3 separate regions of the Mus musculus genome follow, and all the other regions are linked to region 3. A link is a contact called in public ChIA-PET and promoter capture Hi-C data. All regions are on one chromosome and are shown on one strand. The core of a region is the stretch at or near the end of the contact, and the rest is flanking DNA. Distances in the headings are between cores, read along the strand shown. Region 1 holds the start of Vps33a (VPS33A CORVET/HOPS core subunit). Region 2 holds the start of Diablo (diablo, IAP-binding mitochondrial protein). Region 3 holds the start of A930024E05Rik (RIKEN cDNA A930024E05 gene).

Region 1 (2,764 bases), core at 97-2,596, 580 kb before region 3:
GTGGGCATAGAGGATGTGGAACTGGAATGCTGGAGTTACAGGCAGTTTTGAGCTGGAACCCCAACTCTGGTTCTCTGGAAGAACAGCGTGTTCCCACTAAGCCATCTCTCTCTCTTATTTTTTAAACTGTGTTTGCCTGAAAGTATCTATCAGTGCTGTGTGCCTTGCTCTCCTAGGTGAGAAAGGGGCACTAGATCCCGTGTTAGCATTTCTTCCAGGCTCTGCTGCGCAGTTACCTGGCAACAGCCATGTGTGCCTGACTCAATATAAAAGAGGCTGCTTGCGGCCCCCCCCCCCCCACTCTCTTACCTTCTCTCTTCCCTCTCCCTTCTCTCTCCTTTCCCCTTTCCTGTCTGTCTCCACGTGTTCCTGGCCGGCCTCTACGCCTCTATTTTCTCCCTCTCCCCCTCTCTCTTTCCCTTCCCCTTTCCCTCCTCTCCCCTCCCCACCTCCTTCCTCAACTCCCCTCCCCATCTCCCCATGCCCTAAATAAACTCTATTCCATACTATATCCGTCATATGGCTGTTACCTCATGGGGAAGGGATGTCTCAGCATAAGCTCGCAGAGGCACCACCTTCCACCTCACCATACCTCACTCTATCAAGCATATCCCTGGCTTCCTTTTCTTGTTTTATAAAACACAACACCCTGGAACCGGAGTTACAGATGGTCACGAGCTATACTGTGGATCCTGGGAACCTGGTCTATGGGAGAGCAGCAGGTGCTCTTAACTGGTGAACCATCTCTCCAGTCCATTTATTGTTTGTTTATGTGGAGACAGGTCTCACTGTGTAGCCCTGGTTGTCCTGGAGCTCGCTATGTTTACCAGGCTGGCCTTGAACTTGGAGAGATAAGCTTGCTCTGCGATTGAACCACTTACTGGGTGTAGTAAGGTGCATTTTGTAGTTTGGCCTCGATCGCCATTTTACACCAGTATTCTAGCTGTGAAGACACAAGGATGGTGCTTTTAAACGCGACAAATAACATCTAAATTCCATCCTTAAGACCTGGGGATGGTGGCTCACGTCTTTAATCCCAGCACTTAGGAGGCAGAGGCAGGCGGATTTCTGAGTTCGAGGCCAGCCTGTTCTACAGAGTGAGTTCCAGGACAGCCAGGGCTACACAGAGAAACCCTGTCTCGAAAACAAACAAACAAAGTCAATTTTCACTGCTCACCATTCTTAGGCATGGTAGGGAAATACTTTAGAAAGGGGCGGGGAGGGGACTCCTCCTCGCATGCGCACTAGGACCTTGAAGGAGCATCACTGTCAGCAGGACTCCGCCTTTCGCGTTCAATGTGCCTCAGCGACTCGGATCACGTGAACGTCCCGTCACGTGACGCAGGCGGCGTCTGGGGAAATGCGGGTGCCCGGGCAAGATGGCGGCGCACCTGTCGTACGGGCGAGTGAACCTGAACGTGCTGCGCGAGGCGGTGCGTCGGGAGCTGCGCGAGTTCCTGGACAAGTGCGCTGGGAGCAAGGTGAGGGACAGGGCCCCGGCGCCACCAAGCTTGGCCGGGCGGGACTGTGCGAGGCCGTGGGGGCGATCAGGTCGCCCGCTCAGTGACAGCCCCTGGCCGGGAGCTCCCCGACCTGCGAGACAGTTGTCCTTTCCAGCCTGGAAGCACGCACGCCCACAGCCCTCGGCACACAGCTTGTGAAAGACAAGCTGTCACTTCGTAACTTCAACATGGATCGTTTTTTGTCTAGATCGGGGACTTCATAGAATTTCCTTTCTTCCTGTTTTCCTCTCAGTGTTTGAGACAGGGTAACGCTGTGTAGCCCTCGAACTCACTGAGATCCACCTGTCACTGCCTCTGAGTGCTGGGATCGGCTCTCCATTTTATTTTTGAGCCTATTCCTGGCTATATAGACTGTTCCTGCCGGCACTCCTCCTTTCTCTCGCCTCTGGCACTACAGGCATGAGCCATGCTGTGAGGTTTTCTTTTAAGCATTTTTTCCCTCTATTCTGAGATTTATTAATCATACCCCATCCCTCTACAGGGAATGGGAAGTTCTAATCTGAAGAAAAAAACAAAACAGATGCTCAAAGAATCAGTTTTGGGCCCGGCAGTGGTGGCGCACGCCTTTAGCCCCAGCACTTGGGAAGCAGAGGCAGACGGATCTCTGAGTTCGAGGCCAGCCTGGTCTACAGAGTGAGTTCCAGGACAGCCAGGGCTACACAGAGAAACCCTGTCTTGAAAAAACCAAGAACACTCCCTACCCCCACCCACCCAAAAAGAATCAGTTTTGTAAACATAGCTCCAACTAAGTCATTGAGTCAAAAAGGCAGATTATTAAATCACAGGGGGCAGTATTAAACTGAAAATGATGTCGAAATCAGATATAATAGATTGTGTGGACCAGGTTTACAAAGTGTTTCTCCTGGAGGAAGCAGGGATCTTTGATGCCAGTATCATGAAATTTCCCCCTTTGTGGAAGGTTCTTTTCGACCCTTAGGCTATAATGTGACCAGAGCCTTTAAAAATCCTAACTCTAACTTTTAGAAGAATATTCTGGAAAGGTGGCTTAGAGGTGAAGAGGGAGTGTAGCTCTTCCAGAGGAGCCCAGATCAGTTGCTGGCACCTACAGACAACCACTTGTAACCCCAGATCCTTGGAAATTTGATGGATCTGGCCTCTGAGGGGAACCGCACCCACCTGCACATACCCAGGCACAGACACATACAACTAGACATAATTAAAGTGGGGGTGGGGCAGGGAAAATATTAAACCTTATAAAATTATATTCTTACTGGTTATAA
Region 2 (2,728 bases), core at 51-2,550, 530 kb before region 3:
GTCGCTAGACCACACCTAGTTGTTGAGTGCTCCAGCTGCCTGAAGACCTCTCAGCTCTGCCCAGATCTCTGGAGTGCGTACAAGTCTACTTTCACCATACCTGAGAGCGGCTGTGGAAGCTGTGGAGGTGGAAGAGTCGTGGAAACTTTGCCAAGTAAGTAAATTGGGAAGAGTGGGAAACTAGAGGCTGCCATTGATGGTAACTGCTAGGCAAGGCAGCAATGAATTTGAGCTAGCTTGTGACTCTTAGCATCTGAGGTGAAATTAGCTAAGGGCAGATGCATAAAGCATATCAAGAAAGATATGAGTGAAATCGAGTTAGTACCCATCACTTGACACCCTTCAATTTTAATCCTGACTGGCTATTAGGCAAGCATACTGGGGGCACACACAAGAAAAAATCCTTAAAATCTATCATCGACAAGGCCAGGGGAATGACGGAGGGAATGAGCAATGTCCTGCTGCTTCCCCTCCACTATGAGACAGGGCCATAGACAGGGCTGCGGCTTGAGTGAAGGGAAAATAAAACTGTCTTCCACTAGCCCATTAGCGGCACCAGCTCCATTAAAAATGCAAGAGATGGTGGGAAGAGAGGGCGGTTGGAGCCTAATACAGAGTCAGGACTGGAAAAGACCAGGCTCCTTCCCTTGTCTGAGTTCAAGTGCCAGTGAGAGTGGGGGGCAACTACTGCTTTAGACTTTCAGTGTAGGGGAGAATAGCACTTTGGGCTTCCTTGGCCTTGGAAGAGTACTGTTCATTGCGTGCAGCCTGTGCGTGCTCAGGCTCCCGGTCTCTGCAGGGCGATGCAGACCTCGTCCACCATCCACGTGCTGCAGTTGCTGCGGGAGCTGCTCGCCTTCGTGCTCCTCAGCTACACTGTGCTCATCGGGGCGCTCCTGCTGGCCGGCTGGACCACCTACTTCTTGGTGCTGAAGTGACAGCGCCCCGGCCCCGCCCTGCTCCGCCCCGCCCCACCGCGCCTCGCCGTGGCTCCGAGCTTCCCCTCCCTGGCCACACAGTCTCCCTTTCCAGGAGCGGCCCCGCCTCGCCTCGCCCCCCAGCCCGCTGCCCGCGTCACGGCGCGCGACCCGGCTTCAGCACCCGTGCACTGGAGCCTGCGGGGACCGGCGACGAAGTCGGAGCGGTTGGAAGCCAGGTGCGACCGTTAGAGCGGTTTCCTGGTGTCCCGGCCCCGCCCACTCCGTTTGTCCAATCGCAACCGCGTCCTCCTCTGGGGGCGTGACCATGAAGCTCCGGGCTCCTTGGGCCCCGCCTCGCTTGCGCTTCTGCTTGCTATGCTGCGTCACTTCCGGCGCGTGCGTCCGGCGTCGGTCCGCCGCGGGATGGCGGCTCTGAGAAGTTGGGTGACTCGGAGCGTCTGCTCTCTGTTCAGGTACGGCCGCGGTAGCAGAGGGCGGGCGGCGGCGGAGAGGAACCGGGAGCGCCGTGCCGGCCAGTGCGTCGGCCCCGGGCCGTGGTGCTGCCGCGTCCCGCCTTCTTCTGAAGTTAGAGGCGGGCCCCCGCCTTCGTCCCTCGTCCTCCATCAGGGACGGGCGCCTGAAAGTGGTTCTCCTCCCACGCATCCCGGGGGCTGGCTTTGGGGGGTCCCCAGGGACACTGAGGGACAGCCGGGCCACGGCGTTGGCTGGCAGCGCATTGTTAGAGAGAGCACGGGTCCCCGTAAACTCGGCCACCGGCGACAGCGGCTCGCTCCCGGGATTTGCTGGAGGCGACCATTGGCGACACCTGGAACCCAGGTCCCGGGGTCTAAAGCTGAATCCTGCGCACTCCGGAGAGTTTTACGTTGGCGTCAAGTTGCTAATCGGCTGCGGCGACTTTGAAACTTCTCCGCCTGGCGGGACGCTTCCACGCGCATTGACCTGTCGCTCGTGGAACTCAGATCGCATGCCCCTGACTCCCGAGTGCCGAGACTTAACTGGCCGTCCTGTGGTTTATTTTCTTAGAAGATTGCGGGCACTTCCTCATTTAGTCTCATTTACTGCTTGGTCCAAAACTCCTGCAGACCACAGAGCCTTTTACAGATTGATTTTGGGCTTTTTAAATTTTGACTTATGTTTCCAGGTACAGACAGCGTTTTCCTGTCTTGGCTAACTCTAAGAAACGCTGTTTCTCAGAATTGATAAAACCATGGCACAAAACTGTGTTGACTGGATTTGGCATGACACTGTGTGCGGTTCCTATTGCTCAGGTAAGGGACTGTCATGTGACTATTATATATAGGGTAAAGGGGCCAGGGAAAGAACGCCCGGACCCTGACTTGCCCCAGAGACTATTTCCAAGTCTTAGTGAACTCCTGAGCATTGGACAAGCTGCCACACTTTCATAGGTACCCCCTTCCATGATGCCATGTACTGTACTAAACCCGCATCTTCCGAGTGGAGCACGTTTCCCATTTTCTCATGTTATAGAAACAGTGTTCTTAACAGATTCTGCCCCCACTCCACCACCCCTGAAACTGAGCATCAGTTGAACTGGGAAGTAGACCGTTATTCTTGTACCAAAATCGAAGGGGCTAAATTTTGCACATGTGCTGCTTAACCTTTGAGGGTCCTGAGGTTAAAAATGCATTGTAAAAGAACTGAAGTGGGGAGGGTAGGCAGAAACGGGAGGAATAGCCATGTGTTTCCCAGCAGCCATCAGGCAGCTCTCACCTTGTTGTAACTCCAGTTCCAGAGAATCTGACACTCTCACACAGACACACTTGGAG
Region 3 (2,768 bases), core at 131-2,630:
ACGTAGATTTCTACCGATAACGTGCATGGATGGAATTTTTAAAAAAAAATTCAAAGAGCAGATTTGGGGACAGGTGGAAAAAAAGTACAGACCGATAAGGCAGGAAATTCTGACGTAAGGGAGGGTGACGATGTGTGGTTCACAGCTGATTTCAGGTGGCAAGGCCACTTCCTCCCCGTATCTGTCTGAACCAGTGCTCTTGACATTGGGACAAGATAAAAACAGCAGTCACCTAAACTCATAATTTCTTGAATCTGGGTTTCTCCAGGGTGCAAAATGACCTGCTTTAGCTTGTACGCCAAGCTAGCGTCACCTGGGAGGTCTCTCAGAACATCCTTGTGATGCTGTCATTAGGCCCTTGCAAGAAAGGAAGAGGCCCGGAGGGAAACAAAGTTTAGGGCCAGCATTTCTCTCAACTTAAAGGAATTCCAGGACCACTGAGGGTCAGTCAATTCTGGAAGCAGTCACAAGCACTACTTAAAAGACGGAGGAACATTGGGGATCTGCTACTCCAGGAATATTCACAAAGGCTGCCCCCCTTCTCCGCTGAGAAACAATATGGATCAATCAAGGTTGCTGTACCCCAGAAAGCCACAAACAACCACCACTTTTCTCTTAAACTGCCACACGAGAGAGGCTTACCTTTTGCCTGCCTGCATTAGAGACGCTGAATCCGATTCTCTATTCCCTCCTGTGTATCGATTTATCTCTTCTCAGCGAGTGTAGAGACTTTTTTTCCTTTCTCTTTAAAAGCCCAACTTCTATTTCAGGGCTGTACTACCGAGGCTATCCGAATGAATGAACCAAAGGCTTTCTTCCGGTCAGCTGCAGTCTGAAAAGGCTGTGGACTGGCTGTATTTCCTGTACCTGTGCGTGTGTCTCCATATTATTATTTCAGCCCCGGGAGTTTAAAAGTTATGCAGTCTGTACAGATACAGTGCTGAGGTAATTTCTTTCTGAGCCCCTCAGATGCCTCCTCCATATGGCAGGTTCGCAAATGGATAAGGGTCTGGACAGGCTGGCCCCTCCCCCCAGGCATGCAGTAGAAAAGCAAAACAGAAAAAGAAATCACACATACAAAATACTTTGAATTTAGGTCGCCAGCATAGGTAATGAGGAAAGGTGGGTGAAGGAAGAGAGGGACAGCCCTGCGTAACCCAAGCAAGAGGGGGCAGGGGCAGAGGTGGGGGGTCGTTTTGGGGGGTGCCAGGCCCCGGGGGCTTTCACGCCAGCAGGCTTGGCTAGCATTTCCGCGCCTCCCGCTGAGGCCATCCGTGCAAATCTGCACCTCCCTCCCCACCCCCTCCTCTCTTTCCCTCCCTCCCTGCCCCGCCATCTCTGGGATGCGCCCGCCGCCTGCAACTCAGCCCTCCAAAAGTCAGCTCCCGGGCGGCGGCGGCGCCTGCGTGCAGAGGCGCACTCGTGACCCAACAACAAAACAGCGATGCCAAGGCGCTAACAGCGCCCGGTGCGTCCCAGGCTCCCTTCTGGCCCCACACCTCCTACGGCTGCGGTCCCCGACACCCCCAACCCGAGCCCCCCCTTTCCCCAACTAGCCTAGCCGCAAGCTCCGAGCGCGATCGGCAACAATGTTTACGTTCCGGGGATTATGACGTCGACGCCTCCCCCCCCACAACTGCTGAAAATGGTTTCCTAGGACTTTGCAAACGGATCTGCTTAAGTGTTGGTGCAAAACTTTGTAGATATCGGCTCTGGCTTGCTCTATTTATTTATTTTTTTGCTTTCTTTTCTTTGGTCTTCCCTCCTTTCCCCCTCCGCCAAAATGCAGGGGGCAGGAGTGTTGACAATTAATTGGTGAACTCTCCTAAAAAAATGGAGGCAGAGAAAGACTCTGGAAGAAGATTGGTGTGTAGCTTTTTTTTTCTCCCCCAAATCTGTATCTGGTATATGATCGATTTATCTATCTATTTATTTTTTTGGTTGTTTCTTGCTGCCTTTTCTTTCCTTTTCTGTATTTTGCAAGAGGACCGGAAAAAAATAATAAATTGCATGCAAAAGGAAGCAAGCAGCTTACTCCTCCAGTCTCTTGTGAGGCTCAGGGTCTCAGACACTTAAGTGGGGAGGAGGCAACGCCGAAAGGCGTGGAAGGGACTGAGCGGGCTCGGGGTTCGCCTGGGATCTGGGGGGCTGCGGGGCTCGGTGCTGAGCGGCGGAGGGAGGAGGAAGAAGGATGCGGGGAGTGGTGGGGGAGTCTCCTTAGGAAGTGAGTGTGCGCGCGCGCTCGTGGGGAGATGAGGCAGCTGCTGGTGCGTTTTGGGGTCTCTGATAGAAGCTTTGTGGTGGGCTGGCTGCCTCTCTCCCCCCACATTCTTAACCTCCTCCCCTCCCCTCCTCTTCTTGCACTAGCGGTCGGTCGGCGGGGGCCGTTAGGGTCTCAACCCTTCCGTTTCAGCTTTCCAGCTTTTCTGTAGCTCGGGAGCAGCTCCAGCCTTAGTAATGCCGCCGGCCCTGGGTTCCGGCTTCCCGGGTTGGCCGCCGTGGCCGCCAGGGCTGCTGTTACCGCGGAGCCGGTTGCTGCAGCGGCTTCTCTCGGGGCCTACATCTGCCCCGCCAGCTCATACCCGGAGCCCCCTTCAGGGGTTACATAACCAGGCTCCCAGTCGAGTGGGCAAAGCTTAGCACATCACTTGGCGTGGGGGCAGAGGAAAGCCCCCAAATACCATTTCCATAGCTTCCAAAGATGCAAGAAGGGATTGCTTCGTTTAAGGGCAGTCGGGCCTTGGGGGTGTGAGCCCCTTTTTCTGCTT

Evidence for each region. Promoter capture Hi-C pulls out the DNA fragments that hold promoters and counts their contacts. ChIA-PET counts read pairs in DNA pulled down with a chosen protein or histone mark.
Region 1: a contact with region 3 is called in a promoter capture Hi-C map of pre-B cells, with 3 times the contacts expected there. The contact joins the promoter of Vps33a here to the promoter of A930024E05Rik in region 3. A contact is called at or near these places in 3 of 39 promoter capture datasets (hippocampal neurons, liver and pre-B cells) and 1 of 115 datasets of contacts at active chromatin or transcription factors (memory CD8 T cells).
Region 2: a contact with region 3 is called in an RNA polymerase II ChIA-PET map of memory CD8 T cells, with 23 read pairs. The contact joins the promoter of Diablo here to the promoter of A930024E05Rik in region 3. A contact is called at or near these places in 4 of 39 promoter capture datasets (hippocampal neurons, liver and pre-B cells) and 2 of 115 datasets of contacts at active chromatin or transcription factors (memory CD8 T cells and microglia).

Annotation. Positions count from the first base shown.
Region 1 is chr5:123,571,597-123,574,360 of GRCm38.p6, reverse strand. Vps33a (VPS33A CORVET/HOPS core subunit) reads left to right here and starts at 1,346. Exons shown (of 13, transcript NM_029929.3): 1 at 1,346-1,481. The coding sequence starts at 1,380.
Region 2 is chr5:123,522,736-123,525,463 of GRCm38.p6, reverse strand. It overlaps Diablo (diablo, IAP-binding mitochondrial protein), which reads left to right and starts at 1,300. Exons shown (of 6, transcript NM_023232.3): 1 at 1,300-1,393; 2 at 2,083-2,209. The coding sequence starts at 1,344.
Region 3 is chr5:122,987,966-122,990,733 of GRCm38.p6, reverse strand. A930024E05Rik (RIKEN cDNA A930024E05 gene) reads right to left here and starts at 1,380. Exons shown (of 3, transcript NR_045820.1): 1 at 643-1,380. It overlaps Kdm2b (lysine (K)-specific demethylase 2B), which reads left to right and starts at 1,635. Exons shown (of 23, transcript NM_001003953.2): 1 at 1,635-1,866. The coding sequence starts at 1,834.